Regions from separate parts of the Mus musculus genome. Here all the other regions are linked to region 5. A link is a contact called in public HiCAR-type and promoter capture Hi-C data. All regions are on one chromosome and are shown on one strand. The core of a region is the stretch at or near the end of the contact, and the rest is flanking DNA. Distances in the headings are between cores, read along the strand shown. Region 1 holds the start of Exoc3 (exocyst complex component 3). Region 2 holds the start of Pdcd6 (programmed cell death 6). Region 3 holds the start of E430024I08Rik (a long non-coding RNA gene). Region 4 holds the start of Ccdc127 (coiled-coil domain containing 127). Region 5 holds the start of Rhobtb3 (Rho-related BTB domain containing 3). Region 6 holds the start of Zfp825 (zinc finger protein 825). Region 7 holds the start of Cep72 (centrosomal protein 72).

Region 1 (2,700 bases), core at 85-2,584, 1.7 Mb before region 5:
GACTATGTCAAAGGCAGCTCTAACACAATTCTTAGCCCTATAAAAGATCAGCTTTTCATTTCTGGAGCTCACCCTAGTGCTGCCCAAGTCCATGGGGTAGTTAGTCACTGGAAGGCAACAACTATTACCTACACTTCAGCAGCAGCCCAGTGGGCAAACACGAGTCTTATACTCCCTTACCATTGCTCTGGGTGGCCAAGATACCACTTCTTACTTTTGAACACTTCTAAAAACAAAGATAAGACAGCAAAAGGTAATTTATTGTCCTTACTTGAGTAGCTTGTTTCCCCTAAGCACAAATGTACCCGGTCAATCACCCTTTAGTCTAATATCTAATACTATCCAAGTCATGGACCTACAATGGCTATTTGCTGACTATCCAGCAAATGAGGGAATTAATAACACTGTTTCCTTTAATTTCAGCTACTCAACAGCCACAGATGTGATAAAGACCTACCTTCTGGAATCTTTCACTCTATTCCCAAGTAGTCTCAGAAAACCACTAAAATCCATTGTACATTTCCAGTTATGTAGCTTCTCCCTGTGTATTTCTCTCTTTGCATTTTCATTCAAGTGGAACAGCATTGCAAACACCATCTTCATCTTCTGACTATAAAATTACTCGTACCCAGACAGGAAATCTGAGCAGGCCACAGAAAGAGGATTCCACAACCACTTCTAACAGGACTGATTCACTGCGGGCTTTTTTTTTTTTCTTTTGCTTTAGTTTGACATGTTATCTTCAGCATTCCCAAAACATTAAAACTTGTATAATTCTATTTACAGGACTAGGTATTAAACATAATACCAAACCATCCCTCTGGCATGGAGTCCCCCACTCCAGCTGACAGGTGAAAGGCACTCCTGTGGCAGTGTTACAAGCCAGATGCAAAAGGAAAGCTGACCCAAAACCAAAAAAGCTTTGCAAGAAAGAGTCCACTCATAAACCTGAACACAGAGAATCAAAAACTAAAAAAACTGTACTGGATCGCCACCAAATCTGCTTCCAATGGCAGCTTGAGGACTGTCAGATTTCCGGCCTCTGGGGCAAAAGGGAACTCTGAGGGTAGAAGCAGCCCCGACCAAGGAGATGGGAGGGACGCACACCGAGGACAAACCCAAACCCGCCCAGGGACCCGCACTAGAGGGTGTCGCATCCCGCCAGAAACGTCGGCCGATGCTGTCCCTCGCCAAGGACAAACCCACTAAGGGGTACACTGTGCCACAGTCGAGGGCCCAGCGCCCCGCCCACCGCACAGGCACCCAAGGCTGTCAGAGCAGAGCTTCCTCACCGTCCGCAACGCCGCTGCCACCTCCCGGAGCCGGACCGGAAGTGTGCAACGCGGTCACTTCCGTTTCCGGCGTCTGGGCGGAAGGATGGGCTCTGGGTAACCTTGAAGGCGCTGTACGGGCGATCTTTCTGTAGACTCTTAGGAAACTTGTGCTTCTGGTGACACAGACTCAGGATCAGGGATTACAGATTCAGGCCTGGCTCCGCCGTCTGACGTTTGGCGCTCTCCCGACCCTCTTATTTTAAGTAGCACCTATTGTACCCACCCTTTCTCTCCGGATTAACCACTTAGGTTTGCCCTTGCTCAGTTCCTCCCCTTAGCTACCTTAGTCTCTCCACACCTCTCCATATCTTTACTGTGTCTTGTATTCAAGATTCCACTACTTATATTTCGTATATTTGTTTCTTCTTGCTGTCCTCGCCCTCATCCCCCAGAGGTTTCTGACAGCAAGTAGATTTCAAGTATTCAGGACAGTGCCACAGAGAGTGGGCTGCCTGCTGATAGCTGCTCGCGTAGCACGTAGAAGCGGCGAAGAAAACAAAACCACGAGCAAAACAGCAGCTGGTGGAATTACTCCAGCTGAAGGAAGCAGTGAAGCATCGAGTCGCCCCGGTACCTAGAACAGCCAGAAACTTTGTTCTACCTCTGCAGATACAGAGATTTCCCCACACTGTTACGAACTTTTAGTAAATTTTGGCGGGGTTTAGGTTCTTCCACTCACCCATCAGGTATGACAACCCTACCCTGACAGGTTTGGTTGTGTTTTTTTTTTTTCACCTTTTCTGCATACATTTGTTGAGTTGTGTGCCTATCCATAACATCACTACAAAGTCTGGCTCTCCCAAGCCAATGGATGATGGGGTAAATCTTCAGTAAATGAAAGAACAGTATAGGTAACCTGTCATAACCACAATGCAAATTATATGATGAAGTCAGTCTTTTAAAGATGCAGACCCTCCCTTAGTGTAGGGGTTGCAACTGGGAAAGTGCCCTGACCCCTTAGTTTATGACAAAACAGGAGAAATTTCAGCTTCATGAATGTTTAACTGCAAAGTGGGGAGGCACAGCTACCAAGACAAAGCTGCGGTTTTCCTTAGTTACCTTATATCCAACCCTAATCTCCTGCTGCCCACTATATAGTGGAGTGTTTAGTCATGGTGCTCCCTAACGAATTCAGTTAACTAGCCTAGTTAGATGTGAACTGCTTCAGTAGATGACTCAGCTTGTTTCCTTTCAATTAAATAAATAAAATAAGAATCTCAGCTTTTGTTTTTGGTAAGCCACAGAGTGACAAAGCTCAGGATACTTTTGAGTGTACAAGTAAGTTCATAGGTAGGCCTAGGAATGACCAGAGCCAAAGTAGGGAAAGAAAAAAAAAAATGAAGCAGTGACTAAAGGTTCTGCAGCC
Region 2 (2,711 bases), core at 211-2,710, 1.6 Mb before region 5:
TAAAGACATGCGCCACCACCGCCCGGCAAGTTTTAGCAGTTCTTATAGCAAACATACTTCCACAAAAGTACCTAAGGACCATCTTGAAGCCTTTCAAAAACTAAGCAATTACTTCTAAATGTCACCTGACAATTTGTCAGTGTCCCCGATGATCCTCTTCAGAACAGTTGCTAAGACTGATAGCAGGTCAAAGGCCTTCTAGATAAGTGAGGGACCTCTGTTGCACAGAGCTAACCTTTTTCACTCTTGGGCAAGGTCTACACTATAGCTCCCATTTCAGAGGCTCACATACATTTGTTCTGGAGCTCGGTAAGGCAGCAATGATAATTAAGAAAATACAAACACAGAAGCTTAGCAAACACCTTTACCTTATACCGGTAATGGCAATTTAGTCTTAAGGACTTCTTTGGAAATAATTCCAGGAAGGAAACTGCTTACTGTGAATGAATCAGGCTTCAACTCACCATTGGATAATGCTTGCTGAAGCTCATTGTCTGAAATCACTCCACTCCTGTCTTTATCAACCCTACAAAAACAAACAAACAAACAAACAAACAGAAAACAGGTAAGCTGGTGATTAAATGTAAAGGAAGTATTAAAAATAAAACATAGCCAAGACATCATTTTCATCAATCTACACTAGGTCTGGAATGTTACTCTGGCCAGACCTTCCTCTTTGCTCAGCTGGAATGTCACACGCCCCCAGGTGTGCCAGAGACTAATGAACAACCAGAAGCAGTAGGAGGGGTTGAGTCATCTTTTCTCTATTCCTTTCAAGCTTTCTGTTAGCTCTTCAAGTCTGCTTAATTTATACCTGCACCAGTTCATCATAATAGGTAAAGAAAGATTCTCTAGGACGAATAAGTCATTCTTTGGCACGAGTCAGTGGAAAGACAATCAGTCATTCAGAAGGACGGCCAGGGACAGAAGACATGCAATAGCAGCCAGCTCTTTTCACTGATGCCGTTTTCCTGATTCAAGATTTGTCCTGTTTCTAACGCAAGCACCTGACCCTGTAGGGCGACTGTTCCGCGCCCTTCGGCCCTGGGCAAAGTCACTGCCAACATGACCCTGAACCCTGTGCTATTGTAGAAGAGAGAAAGTCGGGGATGGAGGGGAGTAGGAAGGACTGGGAAGGAGGTCGGGGGATGAAGGGCTGGGGAGAGGGAGGACTGGAGAATAGGCCCTGAAAACTGAGGACCGACCCAAGGGCCGAAGGAGCTGAGCGGCGCTGGCCTTACCGCTGGAAGACGTTCCACAGGAAGCTCTGGTCTGGCAGTGCAGCTCCAGCAGCAGGGCCGGGGCCACCACCCGGGCCTGGGCGGTAGGAGTAGGCAGCCATGGGCTGATGCACAGCGGCAACGCGGCCCAGCTCCACAAGCTATGCTTCCGCCTCAGTTATGGGGCAGGACCAGGAGCCCACAACTTCCTGGGAACAACGGAAGCGCGCACCTTTGAGTCACTTGGCAGGCGTGGTCCGTTGCCACGCAACGTCTGGAGGGCCTTGGGGTTAGTCTGAGCTCCGCCTCCTACTCTTGCCCGGCCTTGGGTGTCCCTTTCCTTTTCAGCCCCACCCCGCTCCGCCCTCCTGTGTGTCTCAGCCCGAAGCTGCGGCGGGTGAGCTCAGAAGAGACCACGCCATGAGGGGCCGACCCAAGCTTACAAAACGCCTCGACCTGTAACGGAAAGTGGTGAAAGCTTTCACTTGGACCGACGGCTTCCCTTTACGTCTGCATTAGTATTTAGTGCGAATGTGATGTGCACCAACCGCATGAAGTCCTCGGCGGAAACGCAAAGTGCATTTTGTGCACTCTGGAGTTTGTCCGTCTGTCCATACTACACCTTCTTGCCTTCCCACTTGCTTATATCGGTTTATGCCCAGCCTCCCTAGGTTTGCAGTGACTTCATTTGTAAATGGCCCGAGTGAGGTTTGGTCCTGAGGTGAGAGCTGTGTTTTCTCCACCCCTTACTTGGACTTCTGTACTTTTGGTGGTTACTCCTTTTAATTATAAGTATTCCTTCTTTCGTTCTAGATACTAATTCTATGGTGCTTTTATAGTTTGGAATGTCCCTAAATGGGAAAATGCATAGCATTGGGGCAACTACCAACCGGTCACATTCACGGGCTGTCAGGCCATCCTTCCACCTAAATCTGAATACTGTGAATAGCTCAAGATACAGATTACTCCGTTCTGCCATAGGATTATTCCAGCCTTCCTGTAGTCCTCATCCAGGGACAGACTTATAATAAGAACTGCTATGCTGTCTTTATGGGGGGTTTGTTTACCCCATAACTAAAGAAGAGGGTGAAGAGACCAAGGGCCAAGAGTATGGCCTTGTACATCTGAAACTTCCATGTGGATAATCATCCATTATTTAGCACAGCTATAGATCTGATCAAGTCCCAACTGTATCGTTTTCTGCTCCATTTCTCTTGTTCTTAGGACATCTTAAGAGACTTTCAAATTGCTCAAAGAAACATCTTATAGCTTTGACATTTACCTCAAAATCTACAAAATTCTTTAAGAAAGGTAGATTTTTTTTCCAGGATTTGGCGAATTCATTTTTTATAATTTCTCATAAACTGTTCATCTCACTTTTGAATAATCTTTTAGACTTTTCTGGTTCTTTTATTTAGAATCTGAGATCTATTTTTATTCTGTCCTCTCTCTGGCTCCTTTTCTCTTTACCAGAAATACAAAAATATTAAT
Region 3 (2,700 bases), core at 162-2,661, 1.5 Mb before region 5:
AACACATGAGATGCCTTTTAACAGCTCCACAAAATTAACTACAAATGGATCTTATACTTAATAGGTAAATGCTGGGGGCAAAACTTATAGAAGATTCAAGAGAAACTAGGGCTCTCCAAGTTTGGCATCCTGCCCGTGAAATTTCTACAAGCAAGCCCCTAATCCTAATGTTTTGAGCTGATTCAGCCCTGATACTGATGTTATTCAGAGTTCACCGCCTGTTTTAGCAAGTGAGGAGCATCACAAAGGACCGCACAATTGGCCACATCTGGTTACATCTGGCTGAGGCTTCCCATACAGCCCCAGAGAGGACACACCACCTCAGCTCCCACTGCTCAGCCACCTGCCCCTACCCATTATAGACAGTAACCATGCGCTTACCATGTTTCAAAAACGGAGCTTACTTGAGGTCCACTCACAGCACCCAACAGCAGCGCTCAAAGCAAGACACAGAGACGGTTCAATCCTGTAGAGCAAAAACAAACTTCCAGCAAGGCATCCGGAAGACCCCGCCTCATTGTCTGACTGGCAGTTCGCCCTGGAATCCTTGATTGGCCAGCGAGTCTTACCCCGCCTCTAGATTAAAGTGTGCTTCCTGTCCCGGTCCAGTCCTTTTACAGATCTCGGGAGTGGTTTGCATTCGGGTGGCATTTGTGCCTATCCTCCTAGAGCCTCCTCTATCTGTGGTCCCAGGCCGACTTTGAGGAGGATCCACCATTGCAGCTCCGGCTGTTCATCCGCCTGCTCCTCCCCTTTGTGGGCAGTGATCTCGCACTCACCATGTCTCAACTTCGGAGCTCGCTTAAGGTCCCCAATGGCACCCAACAGCATTACTCAAAGCAGGACGGAAAGGACTATTCACTCCTGCATTCCAAAACGAACGTGCAGCAAGCCACCCGGAAGAACCCTCCTCATTGTCTGACTGGCAGATCCGCCTGGGGCCCTAGATTGCCCAATGAGTCTTACCCCTCCTCAAGGTTAAATAGAGCTTCCAGTCTTGGGTCAGACCTTTTCCAGATCTCTGGTCTGACTTGCTCTCCATTAGCATTTGTGTCTATCCTCCGAGCGGTGGGAGTGGAGACAGCATTTCAGCTCAGGCTGTTCAGCCGCCTGCTCCTTCCCGTTGTAGCAGTGGTCCTGCACTCACCATGACCTACTTCCTGGCTTGCTTGAGCTTTCCTCACAGCACTTCCCCTTCTTCCTGAAATCAAGGTCGCTAGCCTTTTACTAAACTGGGAGTGGAGTTATCAATCTGGCTCACCAGTGGAAGGATGCCCAGGATAATAACACTAAAGAGGATTTTAGGATACAAGAGTTTTGTTTTGTAGCTTGATGCTGGACCAGGGGAAATGCAGGTCCTTTTCACCAAAGAGGTATGAAACAACCTTGGGAGAAAACCAGGAAAGAGATGACAAACAGTGTAGAGCACTGTTGTTAGCCAGCGCATCTTCCTCAGTGGCAGGGTGGAGACAAACCACAGTTGTATTAGTACAGATAATCGTACCTCATCTCATAGGACGAATTTCTTTATGTATGTAGAAAGGGGATTAATAGAATGTCTCACAGACAGTGGTCCTCCTAGTCCAATAATGGCTTAGCACATTCATTGCCAAGGGAAAGAAGAAAAATCAAGGACTTGTTGAGTTCACATTGCTTGATATCTCAGCGGATCTTGAGAACTTACCAGAATTCTGAAGAAATACGTACTTACTAATGCCAGTTTAAAAACAAAACAAAATGAATGAATGAACAAACAAAACACCTTGCTAAAAAATGTAGGGAAAGAAGTAGACAATTTGAAAGAACTTCCCTGTTTAAGGTCCTTTATGTATGTAGGTTTCAGAAAGAATGTGTAGCCTGGATTAAAGGTGGATCTTAAACTCTCAAAAGACCAAGATATAGCAAGGGTTTCTCACTTCAAAAGGAATAATTAAGAAAACTCCCTTACAGGATGCAGGGTTAGAGTTAGGGGATTAGAGGGTTAGGATTAAGATAAAGAGTGTTTAGATTAGGGTTAGTGTGGTTAGGGTTACAGGTTTAGGGTTAGGCTCAGGGTTAGCACAAAGATTTTGCTGTGCTATGTGAAATCAGCTCCTGTCTCTTCTCTCATCTGCCTTCCCAGTCCTCTTTTTCATACTATCAGCATCTTCCTTCCTGCCCCAAAGAAAGTCATAAGGGGGCTATGCAAGAACCCGGAATTCCCTGATGGGAAATAGGTTTACTTTACTCAGGGGCCCAGTTCTCATACAACAGAAAACCACTATTTCTTCAGTTGTTGTTTTAAATTTCACCTAGGGAATCCTCTTAAAATGTAAGCAATCATGGGGCTTGGTGTCTTTTTTTGATAATGATATAAAGCATAGACCATTTAATTTTACCAGGTCTTTAGGTAATATAACCACATGGTTCAAGATCAAATGGTAGGCACCATTATTCTTGATGGTCCCACCGAGTCAATAGTATCCCTATTACACAAAGAAGAAATATCAGACTTACAAAGTATTCGTTTTGCATCTTAATGTTTTGTTTTGTTCTGATTCTAGTAACTTCTACCTTACAGATTTAATGGCTCCTCAAAAGAACCTAAAAGTTTTCCCATCCACATACCTCCAAAAGTGGCATACTAACAAAGGATACAATGACTTTGATATTCACAGATCCCAACAGACAAGTATAAGTTACTAAGTGCTAGTAAGGCAT
Region 4 (2,700 bases), core at 69-2,568, 1.6 Mb before region 5:
CTGTCTAAACTGGTCAAAGCATAAACTGGATCTGGAATAGGAAAGGAATTTAAGGATGCCAACATATGTGGTAAGCATAAACCTAAGGTGTATACAAGTTAATAAAAATCTTCTATCCTTGACTGTTCCTTTTGGGCATTAGCCAGAGCTGGGCTCAGACTATCATTATTTTTTTTTTTTTTCCTTGAGTGTGTGGAGTGAATCCTGGGCATGGGGTGGGCTCACCTATTTCTGCTACAAAAGAATTCTGCTACAATTATAGGTGGCTGACTTATTATCTCCTGTAAAGGGCTTCAATGATCAGGACTTAAAACCCTTCTTGCAGAGCCCAAGGGATAGAGGTGGAAGTAGGAGTTTGTGGCAGCAAATACAAATCACAGAAATTATCAAGGTTTGAAAATGCCTTCTGGCCTTGCAAGAATAGCTGCCAACTAACCCTTGAACATTTCATTGAACATGCATTTTAATATCTATTTCAGAAAATAGACAACTGCAGCCATAATTTGATGCACAATGCAAGTCGATACTGTTCAATGTCTTAGGGCCTTTACTTTGTAATTAAATTGTTAAGTAGGTAGGTGAGACAGAACTTTAAAGAACCCAACCTGTCAAATTTAGTTTACGTTAATAAAACCCTAGGAGTGTGACGAATAACAGGTGACCGGCAAAGAGTGCACTGAGACAAGATCTGACAATCTGGGAGGCCAACATCAGACCCCTGCAACCCTGAGTCACTGTGTACCTCTTCAAATGCAAAAAGAAGTCGCAAGACTGGATGAACACGGTGCAGAAGTCTCACCTGGTATCTTCAAATATCTCTTTGATATTTAAAAACAGTAGCTAAGGCCACTACACAAAACCTGTAAGCTCATCACTTATAAGTCTTAGTGTCGACACCCAGACTACCAACGGATTACTCGCAGACCCGTCCGCATCCAGAATGCAACAGGCCGGTCCCTCCCTTTAACCTTGGAGAACTTCGCTAGACCAAGACGGGGAAGGCCAGACTCCACGCCCGCGACCTCGGGGTCGTGACCTTCGCCGGAAAGCAGTCGGCTTCGGCCCACTGCACCTTCCCAGACTCAGGCCAACTCGGGTGGAATCGTGGCGCACTCCTAGCGCCTGCCATTTCGTGGCACTAACTCACCGCCCCAGTTAACGCCAAGCGCCGCCCGCGAAGAAGCCTCGAAACTGCGCCAACCCCGGCCATGTCTGCCTTCCCGCAAGCCCCAGCGACAGACTGCGCTTGCGCACCGAGTCGCGCGGGTGTCGGGCTTGGAAGATTCTGCGCCTGCGCAACACGCCCCTCCTGGCTCGCGTGAGTGGTGGTGCGCCTGCGCCCTGTAAACGCGGCGGTGGCAACACGTCTGAGGTAGGGTGGCAGCAACGCTGATGGGCTCTGCTCCAGGGGTAAGTGAGGTGCCAATGTCTTTAAAGTGCTTCTCGGGTGGTTCTTGTTTGCCAAAACAGAGAGGGTCGGATGATCTGGAGAGATGGAAGTAGGGTCCTGGGGCGGAGATCGCAAGCTCCATAAGAGCCCGTTTTGTTGGGCGCTTGAATCTCAACTAATGGGGGGGGGGGGGGGTACATACTGCCCTGGACTTCTAGAGTAGGTAGGAATGATGTCTTGGTGGCTGGACAAGGAGCAGCTAGCTGCACTGGGCTACGTAAAAGCCAGGATACTGAACTAGAAACTATATCCAAAGCTTTCGTCTTCGTTACAGCAGCTGGGAAGCTGGAGGCCCGGCCTGTTGTCATCCTGAAAGCTGCTTAGATCGTGGCTAGCATCCCATATTGCAAACGCGCTCTCATTTGATCACTTTCAGATAGTTTTTCTATTTTTCTAGTGAGTATAGCTGAAATGTTCGGTGGAATTAAATAGCATAAAAAGTAAACCAATAATCGTAATTGTTTCCTGAATTTTCAGTTAATATTAGATTAAGGTTTTCCTCTTGGTGCACAATCTTTATGACCATTATTTTGAATTGTTTAAGTTTACAATGAACCGTTCCCATTTTATTTCTTTGTTTTTTTATTAATAAATAAGGAAATATGGAATATATTCATGCACAACACTTTATATTTTGAATTATTTCCTTGAACTTTATAACCCCAAAATGGATGTTGTTGGTGCAGAGGAAATAAATATGACAGCTTACCCTACAAGGGTTCTGCGTTGGTGGGTTCAACCAACTGCAGATAAAATATATTTGGGGAAAATGTGTCTGTTCGGAGTATGTACAGACTTTTTTTTTAACAAGGGGGAAAATAAAACAGATGAACTACTTAAGTGCCTTTATACCTTATTAGGTATCGGTGACTTAGAGATAAAGTATTGAGCAGATTATATTCAAATACAGCATTGTATATGGGAGCCTTGGCTATCTTCAAGGCTTTTGGTATGAGATGGGGCTCCCCATCAGATATCTGATGGATGGCTATACATAGTAGGAGGTTTTTGAAAGTTGCCTGCTTTTAGTGTGTGTATGTGTGTGTGTGCATACATACATATATATATATGTATATACACATACATATTTCTAAATTAGGCATCTACCATACGTCATACGTATTAATTCTATAGTTCCTATAAACCGTTACATTCTGAGCCATGTATTATGGTTATATATTTATTGTTCATTATTGTGCATCTTAACATGTTAAACAAGGTTTGTTAAAAACACTAAAACTTTCAAAATT
Region 5 (2,700 bases), core at 198-2,697:
ATATTATGTATATATAGTAATCTTTAGCTGAAAAATATATAACTACAATATCAGCAAGAAATCACAGATTTAAAATTAAATGAAGACACTTGAAATACATAGTGCTACTGTGTTATGAAGATATTTGTAAGTCAGGGAGCTGTCTTCTTTGTCCTTTTATCAAACACTTCAGAGTCAAGCTACTCAAGAGACAAGCTAAGACTTATTTTATTCAACTATCATAAACATGAAGATTTATTTAAGTTCTTAGTGGTATTTCCAATTTATTAACCACTAAAACAAAAGGCTAATATATGAGCATTAGCACTATTAAAAACTAGTCTTTTCAGAGGTTAATAATCAACAAATAAGCCATTTAAAATTAGTTCTCAAATCCCATTCTTTTTTCCCTTGTTCCCATACTATTTTTGACCTGTCCCTGTCTAGAGTATTTTTGCCTACGTTGAGCTGTAAAGGGCAGTATTTATAGAACACATCTCCCTATCCTCCACGAGGTGGACATGAAAACATGACTCTTGGCCAGTGGAACTTCGCGACCCTGTTTGGGGTTGGCACATTCAACTGTCAGCTGTCCATCCACTAAAGAACAAGTCTTGAAACACAGTAACGGCTCTATATTGCCCTGGGGCCATTTTACCTTACAGACGTGACTGGGCTGCCCCCACCACCTCCAAATTGTAACAAAGGATGGGATTTGCCAAAAAATGTAAAAACACAAAAACAAACTAAAAAAACTCTCCAGGCAATCAGGAAATTAAGAAACAAGGGGAGGAGGGATCCAAAAAGGCAAGCTCCTTCCTCCTGGGCACCGCGCAGCCACTGCCCCTTACCCAGACGGGACAGTCGTGCACCACCAGCTTGACGTTCCCGAACGCACTGGCCTGGTACTCAGTGAACACCGGGCGCGCGACCGTGCTGGCCGCGTTCAGCAACAAGCTACTCTCGTCCCCCGACACCAGCGGGCTTCTTCCCAGGTATGTGCGGATGAGCCCCGACGGCCGGTTGTCCTGGTGGAACGTGTCGCCCTCGTTCCCCAACGCCACGATGTGGATGGACCTGCGGGGCCGAGAGGGGCGCGGTGAGCGGGTGGGTACAGCCAGGGCGCGTGGCACGTCCCGGACCCAGACCGTGGCAGAACGGCGACGCGTACGTACATGATCGCGGCTGGCAGGGCGGCGCGGAGATGGCAGCGGGCGGCCTGGCGGGGGCCCGGGCGACGCTCTCACTGCAGTCAGCTCATCCCCGGCCGCGGCCCTCCCGCTCCTACGACGCGGCGCTACCGACGCAGAGGAGCGGGCCGGGAGTGAGCGGCCGGCCGGGCGCTGGCAGCGCTGCGGTCCCTGGTCGCCGCTCCTGGCCGCCGCGCCTCCGCCCGGGCTCCGCCTCCGCTCGGCGGGGCCGGAGGCCCGCACGTGTCGCCCCGAGAGTCCGGCGCGCGGGGGAGCTGGCTGCTGGCCGAGGCCGCGGGACACAAAGGAGCGGTGGGCGCGGGGACGACGCCGGAGCCCGGGAGCAGCTCGCCGCCAATCCGCCTGCAGCAAGTTTCCTCAACTCGGAAGGCTGAAACCTGAGCCGGGAGCGGGGGAGGGGCGGCCTGGCCCCCGCCGGGGACCAGAAGAGAGCCCAGCCAGGAGGCAGCCCCCTGCCCACCCCGCGGTCCCGTACCCACCCCAGCCTTCGCAGAAAGTGTGTTATCGTTTTGTCAATTTACAACATGCGCTTTGGCTGTTTTGTAAAATCGTACTTGTGAAGAAGGAAAAAAAAAAAAGGCAACATTCATGCAGCTGCAGAAAAGGTTCTTTGTTCACGCACCAATTAATTTGCGGGTGCCACTTTGGAAAGGTCATTTACTATTGCAAGCTATATTTGGCATATTTTAACCAAGATTGTGGAATTTGAAGTGTTGGGATTTTTAATGTGTGTGGTTTAAAAAAAAAAGAAAAAAAAAAAAAAGAAAGTTGTAGCAGTTTACTTGGATTTTTTTCAGTACACATTCCAGTTACATTATTTAATAATAGCTCACTGAAAAAGAAGGATCATGTTAATGTAAGGATATTTTAGATTCTTTCGTGATGACACACAGAAGTAAAGCTTGTGGAGGCCCCAAAAGGGCCTCAGACTACCTCCAGTATAAAACACCATGAGGACTGCTAATACTAGGACAGGCCAAAGGCTACTCTGGGGCTCCCTCATAAATATTAAAATTCTCACAAGCATCTCACACACAGTTAAGAGTTCTTGTTTATCTTTTTGATTATTTGCTCTGCTTTGAAATTGGGCTTGTTTTCTCTGTTAAGTGGACCTGTTTTGAGAACTAGATGTTTAAAAGGTCCTGGGAAGACTGAGGAAAACAAGAAGCTGGGAGATGGCCACAACTGTTTATTAGGAATCAGTATTGCTCAGCTGAGACAGAATTAGCTTCCTGTCCATAGACAGGGCAGGGCAGGGGGCGTTCTCTATGTAGTTTACTTAGTCCTCTCTGTTCTTTGAGATAGGTCTTCCCTCCTCAGCCTCCCAAATAGCTGTAATTAGAGTCACTAGTAAAGACAAAACCAAACAAAAACAAAACCAGCCCAGGCTATATCGTGAGCTCCAGAAGAGCCAGTTACATAGTGAGACCCAGTCCTAAATAAATAAATAAATAAATAAATAAATAAATAAATAAATTTTTTCCTTTGTGTCCAAGTACAATGTTTTGTA
Region 6 (2,740 bases), core at 4-2,503, 1.4 Mb before region 5:
AAGTCTACAAGATTAGGTGTATAGTCTCCTATTCGGTACAGATTAGCAGTCCTCTGCTACATATGTTCCTGGGACCATGGACCAGCCCATGTATTCTCTTTGGTTGATGGCTTGGTCTCTCTGAGCTCCCGGGGGTCTAGGTTACATGATACTATAGGTCTTCTTAAGGGACTGGCATCCCCTATAGCTCCTTCAATCCTTCCCCTAACTCTTCCATAGGGTCCCTGACTGGAGTCCATTGGTTGGCTGTAAGTATCTGCATCTGTCTCAGTTACTGGTAGAGACTCTCAGAGGACAGCCATGCTCAGCTCCTGTCTGCAAGCACATAGGTGTTTTTCCTTCTCAAATGGATGTCAACCAGTGGAGTGGCAGAACAATGCTTTTCTCAATTAGACAATGGGAGCTTTAGGCACACCAGGCCTTCATGTTGGTTGTGACTCTGTTAAGGATGGATTGAGCAGCTTGTTACAGACCTGCTTTTTGCTTTGAGCATGGGCCAAGTGGCTGATTGTACATCACAGTTGTCTCTCCTTTGTTATAGTTTGGAGCCAGCTGTGTAGACAAACCTGGTGAGCTAACATGTGAATCCTAGCATCCTAGTCTCTAACCGGCCTGCTTAGCATACTAACCTGTGGGGTGTTTTTGACACAGTCCTCCATCAGCTAAATGCTACTTACTGTCACTATTTCCTAAGCTTGGTAAACCCTTTACATCATCAATTCTACTCTTCTACATCTCAGCTTAACATGGGAGTGCTACCCAACACATGAGATGCCTTTTAACAGCTCCACAAAATTAACTACAAATGGATCTTATACTTAATAGGTAAATGCTGGGGGCAAAACTTATAGAAGATTCAAGAGAAACTAGGGCTTTCCATGTTTGGCATCCTGCCCGTGATATTTCTACAAGCAAGCCCCTAATCCTAATGTTTTGAGCTGATTCAGCCCTGATACTGATGTTATTCAGAGTTCACCGCCTGTTTTAGCAAGTGAGGAGCATCACAAAGGTCCGCACAATTGGCCACATCTGGTTACATCTGGCTGAGGCTTCCCATCCAGCCCCAGAGAGGACCCACCACCTCAGCTCCCACTGCTCAGCCACCTGCCCCTATCCATTATAGACAGTAACCATGCGCTCACCATGTTTCAAAAACGGAGCTTACTTGACGTCCCCTCACAGCACCCAATAGCAGCGCTCAAAGAAGACACGGAGAAACATTCAAGCCTGTACAGCAAAAAACAAACTTCCAGTAAGGCTTCCGGAAGAAACCGAGTCGTTGTGTGACTGGCAGTTCCGCCCGGAAGCCTTGATTGGCCAGCGAGTCTTACCCCTCCTCTAGTTTAAAGTGTGCTTCCTGTCCGGGGCAGGTCCTTTTACAGATCTCGGGAGTCGTTTGCATTCGGGTAGCTTTTGGTGTCTGTCCTCCTAGAGCCTCATCTATCTGTGGTCCCATGCAGCCCTGGAAGAGGATCCACTATCGTCGCTCAGGCTGTTCATCCGCCTGCTCCTCCCCTTTGTGGGCAGTGATCTAGCACTCACCATGTCTCAATTTCGGAGCTCGCTTAAGGTCCCCCACCGCACCCAACGCAGTACTCAAAGCAGGACAGAAAGGACTATTCATGCCTGCACAACAAAACGAACCGGCAGGAAGCCACCCTAAACAACCCTCATTGTCTGACTTGCAGGTCCGCCTGGGGGCCTTGATGGGCCAGTGAGTCTTACCCCTCCTCAGGGTTAAATAGAGCTTGCAGTCCCGGGTCAGACCTTTTCCAGATCTCTGGTCTGACTTGCTCTCCAGTAGCATTTGTGTCTATCCTCCAAGCCTTGGGAGCTCAGGCTGTTCAGCTGCCCCCTACTTCCCGTTTTGACAGTGGTCCTGCACTCACCATGACCTACTTCCTGGCTTGCTTGAGCTTTCCTCACAGCACTTTCCCTTCTTCCTGAAATCAAGGTGGATAGCCTTTTATGAACTGAGAGTGGAGGTATCATTCTGGCTCACCAGTGGAAGGATGCCCAGGATATTAATATGAAAGAGGATTTTAGGATACAAGAGTTTTGTTTTGTAGCTTGATGCTGGCTTCAGGGAAACTGCAGGTCCTTTTCACCAAAAAGGTATGAAACAACCTTGGGAGAAAAGCAGGAAAGAGATGACAAACAGTGTAGAGCACTGTTGTTAGCCAGCGCATCTTCCTCAGTGGCAGGGTGGAGACAAACCACACTTGTATTAATTAGTACAGATAAATGTACCTCATCTCATAGGACGAATTTCTCTATGTATGTAGAAAGGGGATTAATAGAATGTCTCACAGACAGTGGTCCTCCTAGCCCAATAATGGCTGAGCACGTTCATTGCCAAGGGAAACAAGAAAAATCAAGGACTTGTTGAGTTCACATTGCTTGATATCTCAGCAGATCTTGAGAACTTACCATAATTCTGAAGAAATACGTACTTACTAATGCAGTTTAGAAACAAAACAAAACGAATGAATGAACAAACAAAACACCTTGCTAAAAAATATAGGGAAAGAAGTAGACAATTTGAAAGAACTTTCCTGTTTAAGGTCCTTTATGTATGTAGGTTTCAGAAAGAATGTGTAGCCTGGATTAAAGGTGGATCTTAAACTCTCAAAAGACCAAGATATAGCAAGGGTTTCTCACTTCAAAAGAAATAATTAAGAAAACTCCCTTACAGGATACAGGGTTAGAGTTAGGGGATTAGAGGGTTAGAATTAAGATA
Region 7 (2,700 bases), core at 171-2,670, 1.9 Mb before region 5:
AACCAAAATCATACACAGTATGTTCTCTGACAATAATAGAATTACACACAAAAAAACAAGAAAACCTCCCGACACATAATTCGTTAAAAAGACATCCCTAAAGAATAAAAATGTGAGCAATCACTAAATAATTTGGAGGTCTAAGAAGATACCTAAAGGGATATTTGAAAAGCATATTAAAATCAATGAAAATTAGAACCAGTCATGGTGGCAACTGCCTGCAATCCTAGCCACTTGAGTGTCGGACTAAAATTCCAAGGCCAGGTTCCGTTAAAAATGGAGATCAAGGTCATCTTGGCTTAATAACACACTTGAAAAATTAAAAAAACGTTTGGGGTGAAGTCCCATGACAGGGCATTTGCTTAGCATATGCAAAGCCCTATGTTCTATCTCCAGTACCTTAACACACAGTAGAAATATAAACACTAACAAATGTGTTAGTGTGTGCAGCTATGTGATACGTAAAGAGAAATGTACAGATTAAGAGATTTAAATTATAAAACAAGCTTTAATCCACACGTTTCACTTCTAGAATCTAAAGAGGAAAATAAATGCAAAGCAAGCACAGAGAAAAAGGTAAAATTTAAAAACAGTGAAGACAAATCAACCAACCCAAAAGTGGTGTCTTTGGCATGACCAAAAACCGTATATCTCCAACATGACTGAAAGATAGAGCCAGATTAAGTACCATTTATGAAAATGGGGAATATCCCTACAGGCCCCACAAGCATTAATAAAATAGTAAGAGAATGCTGTAGTCAGTTCTATGTAGATATGGTTGACAATCAAGAAAAAACGATTTAGATAACGAAAATGCACTCTAGGTGAAACCACTATAAGTTTAAAAATCGTAATCGAATTTAAAAAATGGTAATCGAAAATCTTCAACAATGGAAAATTCTAGGCCTGCGTGGTTTCCCTGTCAAAGTCCAGGGGAAAAAAGTTAAAAAGGAAAAAAAAAAAATCACAACACAAATTCCGCACGATCTCTTGCTCAAAACGTAATGGGGCCTTGATGTCCAAACCATATAAAAAGAGACCTGCATCTTCATAAGCGAAATGCCATGTAGGAACCCAGGAAGACAGATGAAAGCTGCTGCAAAAAAGAAGCGGGGGGCTCAGCCTGACCGCGGTCCCACAGAAAACCCAGGCCGCGTCCACCGGCTCTCCAGGACCTTAGCCACGCCCTTCCCCACAAACCCGCCCAGCCGGCCCCGCCTCCTTGCCCCACGGGCCGAGACCGTTTGTGGTCAAGTGCCATTCGCACGGAGGCAGAGCTATCAGGCCCGGCAGGCCAACCCAGTCTGTCCCCCACGCACCCAGGTCGCGGTGGGGACCCAGGCCGCTGCGCTCTCGTACAGTCTCTTCACACAAAACCAACCGCTGGCCTGGCGCCATGTTTTCAAACCGGACGCTGGCGCGCGGCGCCTGCGCTGTGACGTGATCTGGAACGGGCGGGCGGGACCAAGCCTGCAAGGGGCGGGCCCAGGAGGGTGGGCGGAGCTTCGGCTGTGTTTAAAACTTTCTTTGGGACAGGTTCACCCAAGCCATCCTAATCCGCTGAGCTCTGAGTGCAACCTCACCCTGCTCTGGCTCCTCCCCAGGACAACCCCATTGCGTTCAGTGCGGTTTGTGGAAACAGCTGTTAGTGCCCGGGGCATTCGCACCTACTCCCACTTCCATTCATTTCCTACTCCCTCCAGGAGCCTTCTCTCCTAAGGTTTCTTCCTGTCCCAGCCCCTGAGATGCTCCCCCCCCCCCCCCCCGCCAACCCCCACGCACTTCCAAAAGTTCTCATCATGTGGCTGGAGAGACAGGCTGTGTGCAAAAAAAAAAAAAAAAAAAAAAAAAAATTTCTCCTAACTAAGACACATTGAAAGTCCTTTCATCAAACCTGGGGTCTACTAATAACTTCCAGGCATTGGAGAGATAACTAAGCTTTTCAGAAGCAAATTAAGGCTTGTATGCTTGCCATCTAAGACATGTGGCGCCTCAGGACACAACACAGATTTCAATCACCCTCTCTTATTCTATTTTCTCTGACCAAGATCAGAGTCCAAGTGGGACCTTGGGGAGACGGATGGTCTGTCAGGGACAGACCCAAGACCAGCTTTTCTACTGCAATGAAAGTGCCAGTAGAAACTTGGGAAGTAACGTTTCTGTTTACTAACGTTTTACATCTTCACTGAAGAAAGAGGGACAAGGATTAGCTTTGCACCCTGCAAAGATTCCTACAAGCCTATGATTTCTTACAAGCCTCAGTAAAAGGTTATGCTAATGATTAATTACTACCAAGTACTCTTTCCGGTGGTTTATTAAATACCATCTGCCGTGGTAACATTAGACTGTGGCCAAACCTACATGCATTTAAGCTGTTTTATGTCCTTAAGTTCCATTTGAGGTGTTTAGGAGTGAGCCAGCAGCACTTGAACTTGATTTGGTGCTGGTGAAGACACAGAGCAAGGAACAGTGTTGTGACTCGGAGATAGAGATGATGAGCCAGGCTGGGTCACATCAGGAACAATCCCTTCTGCCTCATAGTTCATAAAGCTTTCCCAACTAGACCTGGAGGTTAGCAGGAACCTTCCTTAGCTGGAGTCCCACAGCCTGGTCTTCCCTACTACCTGGAGAGTTGGCAGGCAGTCCTACCCAGAACATTCTGTTGATCTCACATACACACCCCCCCCCCATGCTGCTCCC

The links. Promoter capture Hi-C pulls out the DNA fragments that hold promoters and counts their contacts. HiCAR-type assays count read pairs that join an accessible place to other places.
Region 1: a promoter capture Hi-C map of hippocampal neurons shows a contact between it and region 5, with 4 times the contacts expected there. The contact joins the promoter of Exoc3 here to the promoter of Rhobtb3 in region 5. A contact is called at or near these places in 2 of 39 promoter capture datasets (hippocampal neurons and liver).
Region 2: a contact with region 5 is called in a promoter capture Hi-C map of liver, with 5 times the contacts expected there. The contact joins the promoter of Pdcd6 here to the promoter of Rhobtb3 in region 5. A contact is called at or near these places in 8 of 39 promoter capture datasets (the 3T3-L1 cell line, cranial neural crest, hippocampal neurons and 4 more) and 2 of 115 datasets of contacts at active chromatin or transcription factors (astrocytes and embryonic stem cells).
Region 3: a promoter capture Hi-C map of hippocampal neurons shows a contact between it and region 5, with 6 times the contacts expected there. The contact joins the promoter of E430024I08Rik here to the promoter of Rhobtb3 in region 5. A contact is called at or near these places in 1 of 39 promoter capture datasets (hippocampal neurons) and 1 of 115 datasets of contacts at active chromatin or transcription factors (astrocytes).
Region 4: a contact with region 5 is called in a HiCAR-type map of astrocytes, with 6 times the contacts expected there. The contact joins the promoter of Ccdc127 here to the promoter of Rhobtb3 in region 5. A contact is called at or near these places in 7 of 39 promoter capture datasets (the 3T3-L1 cell line, 3T3-L1-derived adipocytes, cranial neural crest and 4 more) and 1 of 115 datasets of contacts at active chromatin or transcription factors (astrocytes).
Region 6: a contact with region 5 is called in a HiCAR-type map of astrocytes, with 4 times the contacts expected there. The contact joins the promoter of Zfp825 here to the promoter of Rhobtb3 in region 5. A contact is called at or near these places in 1 of 39 promoter capture datasets (hippocampal neurons) and 1 of 115 datasets of contacts at active chromatin or transcription factors (astrocytes).
Region 7: a contact with region 5 is called in a promoter capture Hi-C map of liver, with 2.5 times the contacts expected there. The contact joins the promoter of Cep72 here to the promoter of Rhobtb3 in region 5. A contact is called at or near these places in 3 of 39 promoter capture datasets (liver and second pharyngeal arch cranial neural crest).

Annotation. Positions count from the first base shown.
Region 1 is chr13:74,207,366-74,210,065 of GRCm38.p6, forward strand. It overlaps Exoc3 (exocyst complex component 3), which reads right to left and starts at 1,335. Exons shown (of 13, transcript NM_177333.4): 1 at 1,293-1,335.
Region 2 is chr13:74,315,866-74,318,576 of GRCm38.p6, forward strand. Pdcd6 (programmed cell death 6) reads right to left here and starts at 1,461. Exons shown (of 6, transcript NM_011051.3): 1 at 1,242-1,461; 2 at 465-526. The coding sequence starts at 1,342.
Region 3 is chr13:74,462,201-74,464,900 of GRCm38.p6, forward strand. It overlaps E430024I08Rik (a long non-coding RNA gene), which reads right to left and starts at 1,412. Exons shown (of 8, transcript XR_003950546.1): 1 at 1,009-1,412; 2 at 382-466.
Region 4 is chr13:74,348,999-74,351,698 of GRCm38.p6, forward strand. Ccdc127 (coiled-coil domain containing 127) reads left to right here and starts at 1,319. Exons shown (of 3, transcript NM_001168659.1): 1 at 1,319-1,410. Sdha (succinate dehydrogenase complex, subunit A, flavoprotein (Fp)) reads right to left here and starts at 1,242. Exons shown (of 15, transcript NM_023281.1): 1 at 1,148-1,242. The coding sequence starts at 1,210.
Region 5 is chr13:75,942,377-75,945,076 of GRCm38.p6, forward strand. Rhobtb3 (Rho-related BTB domain containing 3) reads right to left here and starts at 1,448. Exons shown (of 12, transcript NM_028493.2): 1 at 1,155-1,448; 2 at 831-1,056. The coding sequence starts at 1,156.
Region 6 is chr13:74,492,708-74,495,447 of GRCm38.p6, forward strand. Zfp825 (zinc finger protein 825) reads right to left here and starts at 1,254. Exons shown (of 5, transcript NM_001377115.1): 1 at 1,143-1,254.
Region 7 is chr13:74,060,865-74,063,564 of GRCm38.p6, forward strand. It overlaps Cep72 (centrosomal protein 72), which reads right to left and starts at 1,421. Exons shown (of 12, transcript NM_028959.3): 1 at 1,320-1,421. The coding sequence starts at 1,398.